Regions from separate parts of the Gossypium arboreum genome. Here regions 1 and 3 are each linked to region 2. Evidence: chromatin contacts called from public Hi-C data. All regions are on one chromosome and are shown on one strand. The core of a region is the stretch at or near the end of the contact, and the rest is flanking DNA. Distances in the headings are between cores, read along the strand shown.

Region 1 (4,315 bases), core at 611-3,110, 340 kb before region 2:
CTGAAGTTCATTCAAGTAGTTAAGACCTCGAACATTGGACCATGAAACTTCAAATACAATGAAGCCATACAATGTCCTATGCAGCTCATTGCTAAGAAGTGAAGAGGTTTTCAATGTCTTAACGGGTAGCAAAATTCTCTTTTTCGACAGCATTGCAGCATCTACCAAAGAGAACCATCTCTCCAACTTCTTGGCATCTTTAGCATTTGATTTGGAAGAAGCTTCTTTTCCATCCTTTCTTGCCCTACGACCTTTGGTGTTAGCAAAAGGAGATAACCTGGACTGTAAAATGTAAATAGGAAGAAAAAAAATCCACTTAAATTCATTAAAATATTCTAATCATTTAAAAATTAAAAATAATTAAATAAAACCATATATTTCAAAAGAATCAAAATAAAAGGTGTGCTCAACAACCTTGGTAACCATCAATTGCCACAAGTGAGCAGGACGTGAACCTAAGTCCCTAAGCCATGGCCGGTTGTCCACCAAAATGTAGAATTTTTTACTTTCAGGGGCCAAGAAAAGGCTAAGATCCGATAGATAAGACTGCAAGTCTCTGCAATCAGAGATTAGACAATAAAATTTCAAATAATACATAAGAAAAGTGGAAAACCCTGAGAAATAACTCAGTGATTGTGATATTTCCCATAAACCAAGTGCTTAGAATAAATCAATTGATTAACGCCCAGGATTTGATATTTCTACAAATGAAGTCCTAGAAACACACAAAATTACCATATAAAAAAATGTATCAACACTCATTAAAAGAAAGAAAAAAAGGTCACTAATCAGAAATCGGGAAAAAAAATAACACGACTGTATGAAGTATGACTAGCAGCTGAAGCATATGTTAACCAACTCATATTTTTCTAATCATAAGCGCATATACCGGAAATGAGCATTGGAATATGATCCCAACATATATGAAAAACTTCGAAAAAAGGAAATGCATATACCGCCTCAAACATGTATATCTATGACAGTCAATCCGAGTCCATGAACATAGTCTGAAGCCAAAATTTCAACTTCTACTCAGATCAAGCATACAGATGGTAAAAGTAAAAATAGTTAAAAGAATTACCCGATTTGGAGACTGGTTAAAGGAAAAACAGAGCGCTCATCGTCGTGCTTCCCCATCAAAATTAAGCTCTAAGCTCTGCTTTTAATTTCAAATTACAGCAAATCACAGCTTAACAATTAGCATACAAGAAATAAAAAATTCATTCATATCCAAAATAAACAACATTACTATATATATACATAGATAGATACTAAGAAAGAGAGGAAAATAGACCATGAAGAAAGGAATTCCATGAAAATGGAAGTGATAAAACAAAAAAGGGAGAGAAAAGGAAGGAAACACAATCACACTTTTAACTTCATAACAACATTTAATAAAAGAGAGAGAATCAGATTAAAAGGCAAAAAGAAAAATGAAATTGTTTTGTATTAAATGAAATGAAAGGAAATAATAATGGTTGAGAGGGAAAGAGTTTGGTTGGGTTGGAAGGCGTGATGAAGGCAGGCAAGATTCGACACGTTCACAACACGTCTATGTGTATTCAAAAATTATTGGATATTCGAAACAAATAAATAAATAAGAGTTAGTACTTAGTACTAATTATTGATGTGAGAGCTTTGGAGGAAACTGGAAAGAAGTGGAAGACGAAGGCTAAAATGGTAAAATTAGAAGGAGATCTGATCTAATTAATATACCTACGCGCCGATAATACCCTTACGATGTGCTTCGCCTGTTTCTATTTATAAAAATTGAAATTATATAACAACAATCTAACCAATTATACTATTACCAAAAAACCAAACATACTACCAACTTAAAGATGAAACACTCAACTCGCTTCTTCTTTTTCACTTAATAAAGAAATTGTTGAATTTGATAACCGGATAAGTACAAAGCCACCTTTTTTTTAACTGTGAGCTTGAATCTAACCGTGATGAGAAGGTCCTTTCAGAAAAAGAAAAAGAAAAAAAAAACCCAAGATAGAAAACGACATAAAATTGATGAGGAATAAAATTTATGATAATTAATGCATTGTATTAAAAGATATTATATTAACATGTTGAATATCTTTTTTTAGATATTATCAATATTGTCGAAATTATTGGTAATCGACTTTATTTGAAAGCGAAAATTAAAATAGGAGTTGCCATCGATCTTTATTTGGTGTGATCGGATCACTTTTGTTTTAAAACAATTTTAATTTATTAAAACAGCATTTTGGTCTTCGAAATTCAAGAGAACAAGTTCGGGAGTCGGTTAAATGCGAAGAAGGATTAGCACCCTCGACACGTCCAAAAATTGGTACCGAATTGATTAGTTTGTGTCTCAATGTCGAATAGTTGAAAACCAGGGACGGATTTGAAATACTATCCTTTTTTATTAGCATCGATTTTAAAAATTCTTGAATTAGCTCAAAACGATTGTTAAAGATTTCCTCGTCTCGAGATATCGGAGTATCACATCCCGTAAATTAGGACACAATACCATGAACTCTCAAGCACAAGTTTGTCTTTAATTTTAATTAGAATTCCATGTATTTTAAAATTCGAAAGGATATTTGGCTATTTAGAATCAAGGAAAAAATCGAAACCCTGTAAGTTAGGGCACAATCCCTCGATGTTCTAAAACACAAAACATGCACAATCCCTCGATGTTCTAAAACGCAAAACATTGCCTTATTTTAGAAAATTTTGTTTTTGAACAATAGCGAATACGATATTTAAATAACGTGTATTATTTTTTGGAAAAAAAAATCAAGCGATCCAAGTCAGGTCAGTATGTTGGGTTAATGTATGATATGGTTTAAACTAGATAAAACAAAAATATAACATAGAGTACGGAATAACAACATGAATATAATATTATACAAGCAAATGGTAATAACAAAAATACGAATAAACGAATTATACTACACACAATGGCAATAATCACATAACATATGTCACTTAAATACTAATCATTAATAATCAAAGACAAATGAATTAAAAATATTATAACGCAAACTAAAATGACTGAAACGTAAAACAAATTTTAAAATGATAAGAAATGAATTTAGAATAAATAATGAAAAGAAATTTAATCAACAATGTACAAAATAATTTAAAAATAGAATATATGTATAAGAAATTTTAGAATAGGTAATATAGGCGAAAGTTTGAAATAAATAATATCTGAAAAAGTTTAAAATGAATAATATGTAAAATAATTTAAGATAAATAATATATAAATGAGTTTAAAATAAATGTTATGTAAAAAGAAATTTAAAATAAATAATATACAAGACATTTAAGAAATAACTAGTATATATGTGAAAAAAAGATGTAACGATTTGAAATTGATAATATATATAAAATTTTAAAGTAAATAATAAAACAATTTAAAATGAAAAATGCATAAAATGAGTTTAAAATAAATAATGTAAAAGAATTTAAAAATTATATTATATAAAGCAAATTAAAAATATTCATATGAGTAATTTTAAAATAGATAATATATATAAATAAAAGTGTAAAATAAATAATATGGAATAAATAGAATGGGTTTAAATTAAGGTATGTAAAATAATTTTAAAATAAATAATATATAAGTTAATTTAAAAGTAATAAATAAGAAGTTTAAAATATATAATACGTAAAAGAATTAAAAATAGACAATATAAATATATTTTATAGTAGTAACGGTTCAAAGGTAATACAAAGAGAGTTATTTGAAATACATAATATACAATAACTTAAAATATAAAATAATTTGAAATAAATATATAACAAAACGATTTTTAAAGAATTATAAATATGTAAAAAGCTTGAAATAAACTATATGTATACATATATAATAGGTAAGGAATAAAAATAAATAATACATATAAAATAGATTAAAGTAACATATATACATAAAGCAAGTTAAAATAAATAATAAGAATTTAAATAACAATACATTAAAATAAGTTAGAATAGATGTAAATAAATAACATACAAAATATTTCAAATAACATATAAATGAAACATTTAAAAAAGGGTTAATAAATGAATTAAATAGATTTAGGACATGGCTAAAAACGAATTAAAATTCGGGGTATGAAAGTATAAATACTGGAAAGTTAATTAGGGATCAAAACGAAAACCAAACAGGATCTGAGGGCTAAATTTAAAAAAACAAAAGAAGATACAAAATAGGGCCTGATTGAATGGGGGTTGTGAAGGAGAAGGACCAGTTGCATAAATATCCCTTTTAGGGAGAATGCACAAACCCCCCACTACACCAAACGGTGCCATTTCATCATCATCATTTAAACCA
Region 2 (4,229 bases), core at 1,307-3,806:
TAACCCGACCCGACCCATGCAAAAAACCCAATTATCCCAAAAACAAAACATGCCATGTATCTGGTGTGGCTGAAAAAAGTAAAATCTTTGAAAAGATAAACATTCTTAAGCAATCAAACTAGCTCAAGCAATTTCAGAACAAGAGTAATCAAACTGTTCATTGTTTAAGCTGCATTCAATGAGCAATGGAGCTAATAAATAAAGATATGTAAATAAAACTTCAAGAAAATATTCAACTAATTGTACTTTTGAGAATAAAGAAGAATTGGAAAGAACGAGAGTAATTGTGTTGCGTGGAACTACAGCGTGAATTGCTAACTTAAATATTTCTAAGCTATAAATAGAATGAGATTTTTTATACAAGGGATTAGGCATTGGGGGATTTCAATTAGAAATCTTTCCTCTTCTCCTCTAGCTTTTCTGATTAATGCCCCAAATTTTTCATTAGATATATTGCGATGAAGTTAACTTGGGGTTGGGGAATTTGGAGATTTGGATTTAGGGTTCTGAGGGATTGGCAGGGGAGAGTCACAATAGTTGAAACTTCTATTGTGGCCGGTGGCCACACGGTAGTTCTAAGATTTGGGATGGTTGGGTTTTTTCCATGGGCCGGATCATGGGTAAAGCAGTTAGGTATGATATATTTTGTGCAAACTATCAACAACTTAATGGAAAATTTTAACATTATCATGATTTGAACAAATTTTTAATGCATAAGAACTAATTTGGAGTAATTTTTAGTAGAGGAACTAAAATGAACTTTACACAGTAGTACACTTTGACCCAATTCTTACCATTATAAGAGTAAGCTCAGAAAGCATCTGAAGGGCCAAGATATAAATTGGTTTACATGTTTAAACACACTTTCAAACACATAAAGTACAAGAAGCTACTGTAATATGTGTCCTATAAGTTCTACCTAGATAAATACAGAATGAAATAACAGATGGGGTGTGAAACACACAAAAGAAATAAAAGAGTACAAAATAATTATAGTACTGTTTAAATGAACTCCACATTTCACTTGGCATAGAGGAGATAAAATGCATTGCTTGGATTACCAATGCCTATATGTTATTCTCACCTCACAATTGCACCAAGTATCAATGGTATTGTGTCAATCTGAAAGGTCCGGCGACAACCTAGTTTGTCCACCAGTGAACCACAACTCAGGCTTCCAATGAAAGCTCCAGCAATGAATATGCTTACCACAATCCCCTCAAGAATTGGATCTCCTTCGAAACCAAGTTCTCTTGCAATTGAAACGATTGGACCATTCATTACTCTGCAAAACAAAGAATGCAATTTTGTGAACTGACTCTTTGACAAAACAATTTTACTCTTTAAAAATATCATTGATTTTCAAGTTACACCTATGTTATGGTGAGTATTGAATACGTGTGTGAGTCCAATATGGGCATACTCAATATTTTTGTTTCTATTTTATTTCTTCACATATATGATCATATCCCATACCTATGTCAAACACAAGTGTTGGACATCGGTACTTTAGGGAGAATTAAGAGACCGGGTATATGAATTCCTTCCATACACTCCCGATGAAATTTTAACACTCTACAACCAGGTTTATACATTAAAAGACAATAATTCAGTGTTTAGTTTCCTTATTTATAGTTTTTTATGGAATATTTATAGTTAAATAAATAAAACTCTTGTAAGCATATAAATCAGTTAGCAACATAATTTCCAATTTCTCAACAGCTAAAAGAGCGAGCAACTAATTAGAAAGAACAATAAAGCATAAAAAAAAAATTCAATAAGAGCTGAATTAAGCTCCAGAATATTCAAATGCTTCATTGCATAGCAAAAAGAGCAAGGAAAAGAAAACAACAATTAAATTTTCAGAAAGAAAGAACAATGTTTTTATTAAAAAAACACTTACCCTATGTGATAGCCGAAAAGGAAATTGGACATTGAAGCAACCAAAACGTGAGGGAAAGTAGGAAGCCATCCCAAATCAAAGCTTTGATCATCGTTTTTTTCTTGATTACGTAAATCTTCATTATCTGCAATTTAAACCCTAATCAGATATTAACTACAAAAATTCCACAGAATCTTGTCCGTCGATTGAATTTGACGAAAGCCAATAAGCCGAAAAATAAATGATAGTAAAAACCTGGCTCCTGAGTCTGCAACTGCTTCTTAGTCGCCGAAGCTTTCAACTTTAGTGACGGCAAGGGGAAACCAAAACGAAAGGTTTTGGGTTTAAGGAGTACTTTGGGGCTTAGATGAGAGGTGAAGAATAGGGGAACCGGGACGACCGGTCGGTGGAGTACGGTGGCAACCCACATCGAGTGAGAAATCGAGGAGAGAGAATGGGAATTGAAGTGTTTTTTGTTTATTTTTTTCCTTCAATAATTAGATAGAAATGATAGGATAAAGCCAGGTGGCGTAATTTGTTAGCTCTGCAAGGAAGGAATAGGATAAAACGGTCATAAAAAAAAGAGTAACAAATTGGCGGGAAACACGAGGGCATAGTTCAACAGTATACCGGCAAGGATGAGAGCATTTTAGTGACATTTTCTTTAGCATGACGTAATTTACTTATTTGTGGATACTTTTTATGCAAGGATATTAAATTTTGAAATGTTAAAGACGTGGTTTAATCGTAAAATGCCATGAGTCAGAACTTTTTACTTCTAAATAATCGAAGGGATCTCATATTAAATAACTAAAATCCAAATAATTGAAAATTAGAAGAAAGAAAACCGTGAAATCATGTTAACCTCACATCTAAAACCCATAAATTCAAAATCAATTAAAATGTGTAATTTGTAATATATACTTGGTACAATTATATATATTAAATTTGAATTTTAGTTTTTATATATATAATAAATTTTAATTTGGATTCAATTCTACACATTTAAAAAACAAATAAATATATTTATTTTCATATTGAATTAATATAATTGTTTTGTATATAATATCAATGTGATTTGTGTTAATTCAATAATATTGTTAAAAATTTGTAAAATTGAATTAAATTAAAATTTAATGCATAAAATTGTATAAAATCAAAGTTCATATATGATAATGCACATTGAATCAAATTTCATATATGTTTTGATATTTATAAAAAAAAATTAGCTATGAAATCAATATTAAAGAACTTTCGGGAATGTTTGGTTCAAGGAATATAATATAAATTTTCGTAATAGAATTACAAAAAACGTAAGGTTGTATATGGTATGTTACATTACTTTGATTGGCTCATTTGATTGGAATGTATTATCCAACACTACGTTTGGTTCGCTGACATAAGGTTGTCGATGGTATGTTACATTATCTTGTTTGGTTCATTTGGTTGGAATGTATTATCCAACACTACGTTTGGTTTAATGTAATAGAATTGAGTTGTAATACAATAGGGCTGTAATCAATAATTCAATGTTTAGTTCAATGGAATTGAATAAAACTGTAAAGTATTCTTATGTTTGGTTGAATGGAATGTTGTTATAATAGTATAAGGAAAAAATTGAAATGATTGGAGTACCCTTATCAATTTTTTTGTAAGTAGATAATTATTGTTATTGTTATTAAATTTTAATAGGATTATTATTAAAAATAATTTAATCATATTTTAATAGAATTATTATTAAATATAATTTAATAAAAATAATAATATTTTAATATAATTATTTTTATATTAAAATATTTTTATTTTAAATTATATTTTGATATTAAATATTTTATATTAAATTATATTAAAATATTTCAAATATTTTATTTTTATATTTTCTAAGTCCAAGTTTTAAAGGACTAATCTAAAATTAATTTTTCTTTATTATTCAATGTTGCATGGAATAGTCATTCTTTAGTGATACCAAAGAATAGCTATTACAAGAAGACAAGTAATATGGAAGTAATGGTCATTCCATTGAATGAGTATTACGTTCAACTAAACAAACGAATGATTTACCATTCAATGAATAATGGGGGAATGCTATTCTATTCTTCCCCTATAACACCTCAAACTTATATCCGTCGTCGAAATAAGGTTACGGAGTATTATTGTGAAAACGTAACTTATAATCATTCATTTCTAAACATTTCATAAATCATATCTTAGCCCATTCAAACACATGCATATCGTCCCTTAATTGAGCTCTCGAGGCCTTAGAAGCACTTTAAAAACAATTTGGGACTAAATTGGAAACATTTAGAAATTTATGGAAAAAGATAAAAAAAATTTACACTGCAGGGTC
Region 3 (3,930 bases), core at 912-3,411, 350 kb after region 2:
CCATTATGCACTCACCATAAAAATAAACAACTCGAGACAAAAGAAAAAAATTAAGATTTTCTCTCTTGTAACTTTTAAAGATTAATCAAACTAAAAAATATTTGAAAATATGGGTGATCACGCTCTAACAAATCTGACCTAATGCTTTAAAAAGCAAAAGAAAAACTTGACCCCAAGGGAAGTAAGTTACTCGAAGAAAGGAGAGGCAACTCTTTTTATATTTATTAATACAAGAAGGAAAAATGTGTCAGAATGTATAATAGAATAAAGGAAAGCTAAAAACAAAAGAAAACCTAAGGCTAGAATCAAAGAAAATAAACTACCCAGCAAAAAACTCGAATCGAAACAATGGAAAACAACTTGGATTTTTTGTTCAAGGTGTTTCTGATGTGCTAAAATCACAAAAATTAAATTGGAGCCTCTTTATATGATAAATATAAGATCTGGAAATTTTGGGCACAAAATTCAACCCACAAATGTTTTTTTTTTAATTTTTTTAATTTTTTTTTACTTTTCTTTATTTTTTCAATTTTTTTGTGGGAAATATTTTTTTTCAATTTAATAAACTTCCAAGAAATAGTAAACAAAATTTCAGATCAATTTGAATTCGTTTACCCACTGAAATCAATATTTTTCAAAAAAAAAAATTAAAGGTAAAGACAATTTTTAGAGGCTGTTCAAGCAAAATCGGCCAAAACATTGTATTTAGCATAATGAAACAACTCAAAAACACTCAAATTTGATCAATAAGAAATTCAAGTTGTTTTCTTTATTTAGTTATTATGTTGAATATTTATCCTTATTTTTATTTTTTAAAATTTTCTTTGTTTTTCTTATTTTTCTAAATCTGTTTGTCTTTTTTCTTTTCAAGTGTGATCCAAATATTTCTTTCTCGAGTCGAACAACTTGAATACAATCTTCTTCTGCTTTCTCCTGGATCAACTTACTAAGCTCCTATGAAGCTTAACTTGTTTTCAAATGCGTAGATTGCAGAAAGTGTTTGTGCAAAAAAAAAGGTTGAGCATGGTTTGTCAAATCACAACTCATCAATAAGGTAAGAATTGAGAACCATGGATTTTGTGTCTTTGAATTAGTGTGGCATGTACCTAGGTATCCAGTAAGTAGGAAAGTGATAGATAGTTAGGGAACTGGCACAAAGTTGAGTTTTGTTTAAATGGAGAGGTTTTGAACCTTTGTGGTACATTAGATGGAGATTGAACATGGATGATGTAAAAGTTGAACGTCGACAATGACAATATAAAACGATCGCAAAGCAAAAAGAAAGAAAGATAAGAACACACAGATTTCACGTGGAAACCCTTTCGGGAGAAAAACCATTGATAGTGGAGAAGAAAATTCACTAATGTTAAATTTGAATGATACAAGAGGAGTTTAGACTACATCTATTTATAGGTTGAAAAACCTTATTATAATCAATGTCAAATAGAAGCAATGTAGTAAGGTTGAAACACCTTATTCTAATCAATATCAAACAGAATAAGTGTACTTTTATACAGATTTCACTTGTACAGCTTGTACCGTATCGTGAGGGCACACCCTCGGTTACGACCCCAGTCTAATTTTATACTTAATGGAGATTTGCGGCGGCTATGGCCCTCGACCTTTGCCCCCACAGATCCCCTTATTTTGCCATTATTTTTTTTAACAAGAAGTTGGGTCATACAACTCTAATAGATGAATTGCATGATGTTTACAAAGATAATTAGGAGTATTTTAAGGTCAAAGAATGATTGAGAATGATTGGGATTAATTGGAGTAAGTTATGACACTTTTTGAGGTATTTTTAAGCTTGATTTTAGCTTCCATACACCCAAATTTTGATACTTAGAGGGCTTGTATTGATAAAGCTCAAACATAATGTAAAAATGAATAGTATCAAGGTCAAGGTACCGATAAATTGGGGCATGCGTCAATACCTCTACCTTGTTTTCTTAATTTATGTTGTTTTTTACATCAAGGGGTCTCTGAATGATCTCTGGTTGCAACCAGATTACATATTCAGTTTAGAAATTATTGAAGAAGCCTTAAATAGCTTCAAATGAGTCTAAAAGATGAGTAGAACATGAGTGATGTGTTTGGTACGTAAATGTAGCATTTCTTACATGGTAAGGGGGTGTTACAATCGTCGTAACGGTAGAAGTGGTTGCGAAGGACCAATTCTCAAAAGATTTTGGCATTATCCAATGGTAACTGATTAGTAAACCAAACTGGTGGCATCTTAGAGAAAACACACCGATGAGTTGAAGTTGACTTTTTTAGTTGATTAGTTGTTCCAGAACTTAGTCATTAGATAGGATTTGGGCTAAAACTTGCTATCGACTAACAAGGATCGTAAGTGGTTGGTCTGGATCCAAATATATACGTGGTCAAAGCTAAAATTAAGTTAAATTTTAACATATGTAATAAAGCTTTAAGTTGCCCCTTAATTGCCCAAATCTAGTCTGATCTAGTCTTTTTAGCTAATGCAATGTTTCTTATTCGCTAGGAATGTTGGCAAGTCACACTATGCATAGCTTTTGAGTCGGATAAAAGCTAGAGGTGATTCCTCTACGTGCCACGTGACATTGTTCTTACTAGCATAGCATTTATGTTTTGTACTTTATAAAGCCTAAGCTCATGTGATCTTTGTACCAGTTGGAACTTGAGCTCTTTTGGGCCTTGTTACAGGCCTTAGCCCATTTGGCCTGGATATAACAATAATGAATAATAAAAATTTTCAGTGATTAAAAATATTTCCAAATGAATGCTTTTATATATAAATCTCTCTCTCTCTACATATATATATAAACTAGTTTTTAAATTCTTATCTAAGTTTGTTTTTCCTTTTTCTGACGTAAAAGATTGTAGTAAAAATTTGCAAATGCTTGAACTCAAAATCCATACCCAGTAAATGGTACTTCTTGAAATAATTTCATCACCAAGTTAAGCTTTGAGTAATATTCTTGTTCTTACAATTCTTCAGATTCAGAGTAATTTTATAGTTCTACAATAAAAGCCAATATCAAACTACAATACAGTGCTCCTTGAGCCCTAGGAAGCTTTATCTACATATGGCTTCTGCTCAAAATTTACTTAGTGTAAATAACGAAGTACATAAGACAAAAAAGAAAGGAAAAAGAATCTACATTTTGAAGTAGATGTTGAAGAACATTGTCGCCATACCTTTTCCAGCAGCACTCATCTTTCCATAAAACTTATTCAGACATCGCTTCAGCTTCTCCATCCACAAAACCAGAGTCGTTACCCCTGAAAATGTTAAAATGTTCCAATCATTCAGGTACCTTTTTTTTTATTACCTGACATACCTACATATCAGAACTTATGAGAAGAAAAAACCTTACCTATAGTAAGCCTTAGAAGAATGTATTCTATATTTCCTATCAATCTGGTATATAGGGCCAATGATGTCAAATCTGAACACACGAGGATAAAGTAATCGTATTCCTTAAATTGTAAATTAAAACAAAATATGCGACCACAAAATCAGTTCCTTCCAAGAATACCGACGTTAACTGCTCATGAATATAAAAATCTCTTTCTTACTATACACTCGTAAATGTACAAACACAACAACAGATGCATCCATTAAAAGCTCTCCCTGGCTTGGCCAGATAACAACTGATTTAGAATAAAATTAAAGGAAAAAAAAAAAGGGTTTAGAAGAACTGTTTACCAGAGCATGGATTCGACTTCAGAGAGAGACCAAGTGAGGCATATTTTCCATAGGTTAGCAACCTCACCCATTTTGAAGCACCAAGCTTGCTTACTGTAGATCTCAGTAATTCACTAAAACAGAAAAGACCAAAATGAGATTAGGAGCTATTGAACTCCAAATAGGCTACTGAATTTATCTTACTCTGTCCGCAATATTATGAGAAAGTTGGAAGGAAGAGATTCCATAAACGAAGA

Evidence for each region. Hi-C and Micro-C count contacts between places; a contact is called where the count stands out from the background.
Region 1: a contact with region 2 is called in a Hi-C map of leaf, with 4 times the contacts expected there. The contact joins the promoter of LOC108458494 here to the promoter of LOC108473502 in region 2. A contact is called at or near these places in 2 of 5 Hi-C or Micro-C datasets (both in leaf).
Region 3: a Hi-C map of leaf shows a contact between it and region 2, with 3 times the contacts expected there. The contact joins the enhancer-like site here to the promoter of LOC108473502 in region 2. A contact is called at or near these places in 3 of 5 Hi-C or Micro-C datasets (all in leaf).

Annotation. Positions count from the first base shown.
Region 1 is chr7:50,263,886-50,268,200 of ASM2569848v2, reverse strand. LOC108458494 reads right to left here and starts at 1,860. Exons shown (of 10, transcript XM_053030838.1): 1 at 1,717-1,860; 2 at 1,082-1,156; 3 at 415-556; 4 at 1-282. The coding sequence starts at 1,137.
Region 2 is chr7:49,926,881-49,931,109 of ASM2569848v2, reverse strand. LOC108473502 (probable plastidic glucose transporter 1) reads right to left here and starts at 2,556. Exons shown (of 12, transcript XM_017775138.2): 1 at 2,138-2,556; 2 at 1,904-2,027; 3 at 1,085-1,285. The coding sequence starts at 2,312.
Region 3 is chr7:49,571,847-49,575,776 of ASM2569848v2, reverse strand. It overlaps LOC108489294, which reads right to left. Exons shown (of 16, transcript XM_053030721.1): 13 at 3,878-3,930; 14 at 3,695-3,807; 15 at 3,184-3,267; 16 at 2,902-3,078. The coding sequence ends at 3,062. Among protein-coding and RNA genes, the nearest start is that of LOC128295353, 16 kb to the right of the region's middle. Within about 2 kb of position 2,161, at least 2 of the 2 cell types and tissues checked have an H3K27ac peak or open chromatin away from gene starts, as enhancers often do. A contact at or near this core is called in leaf, where this site is marked.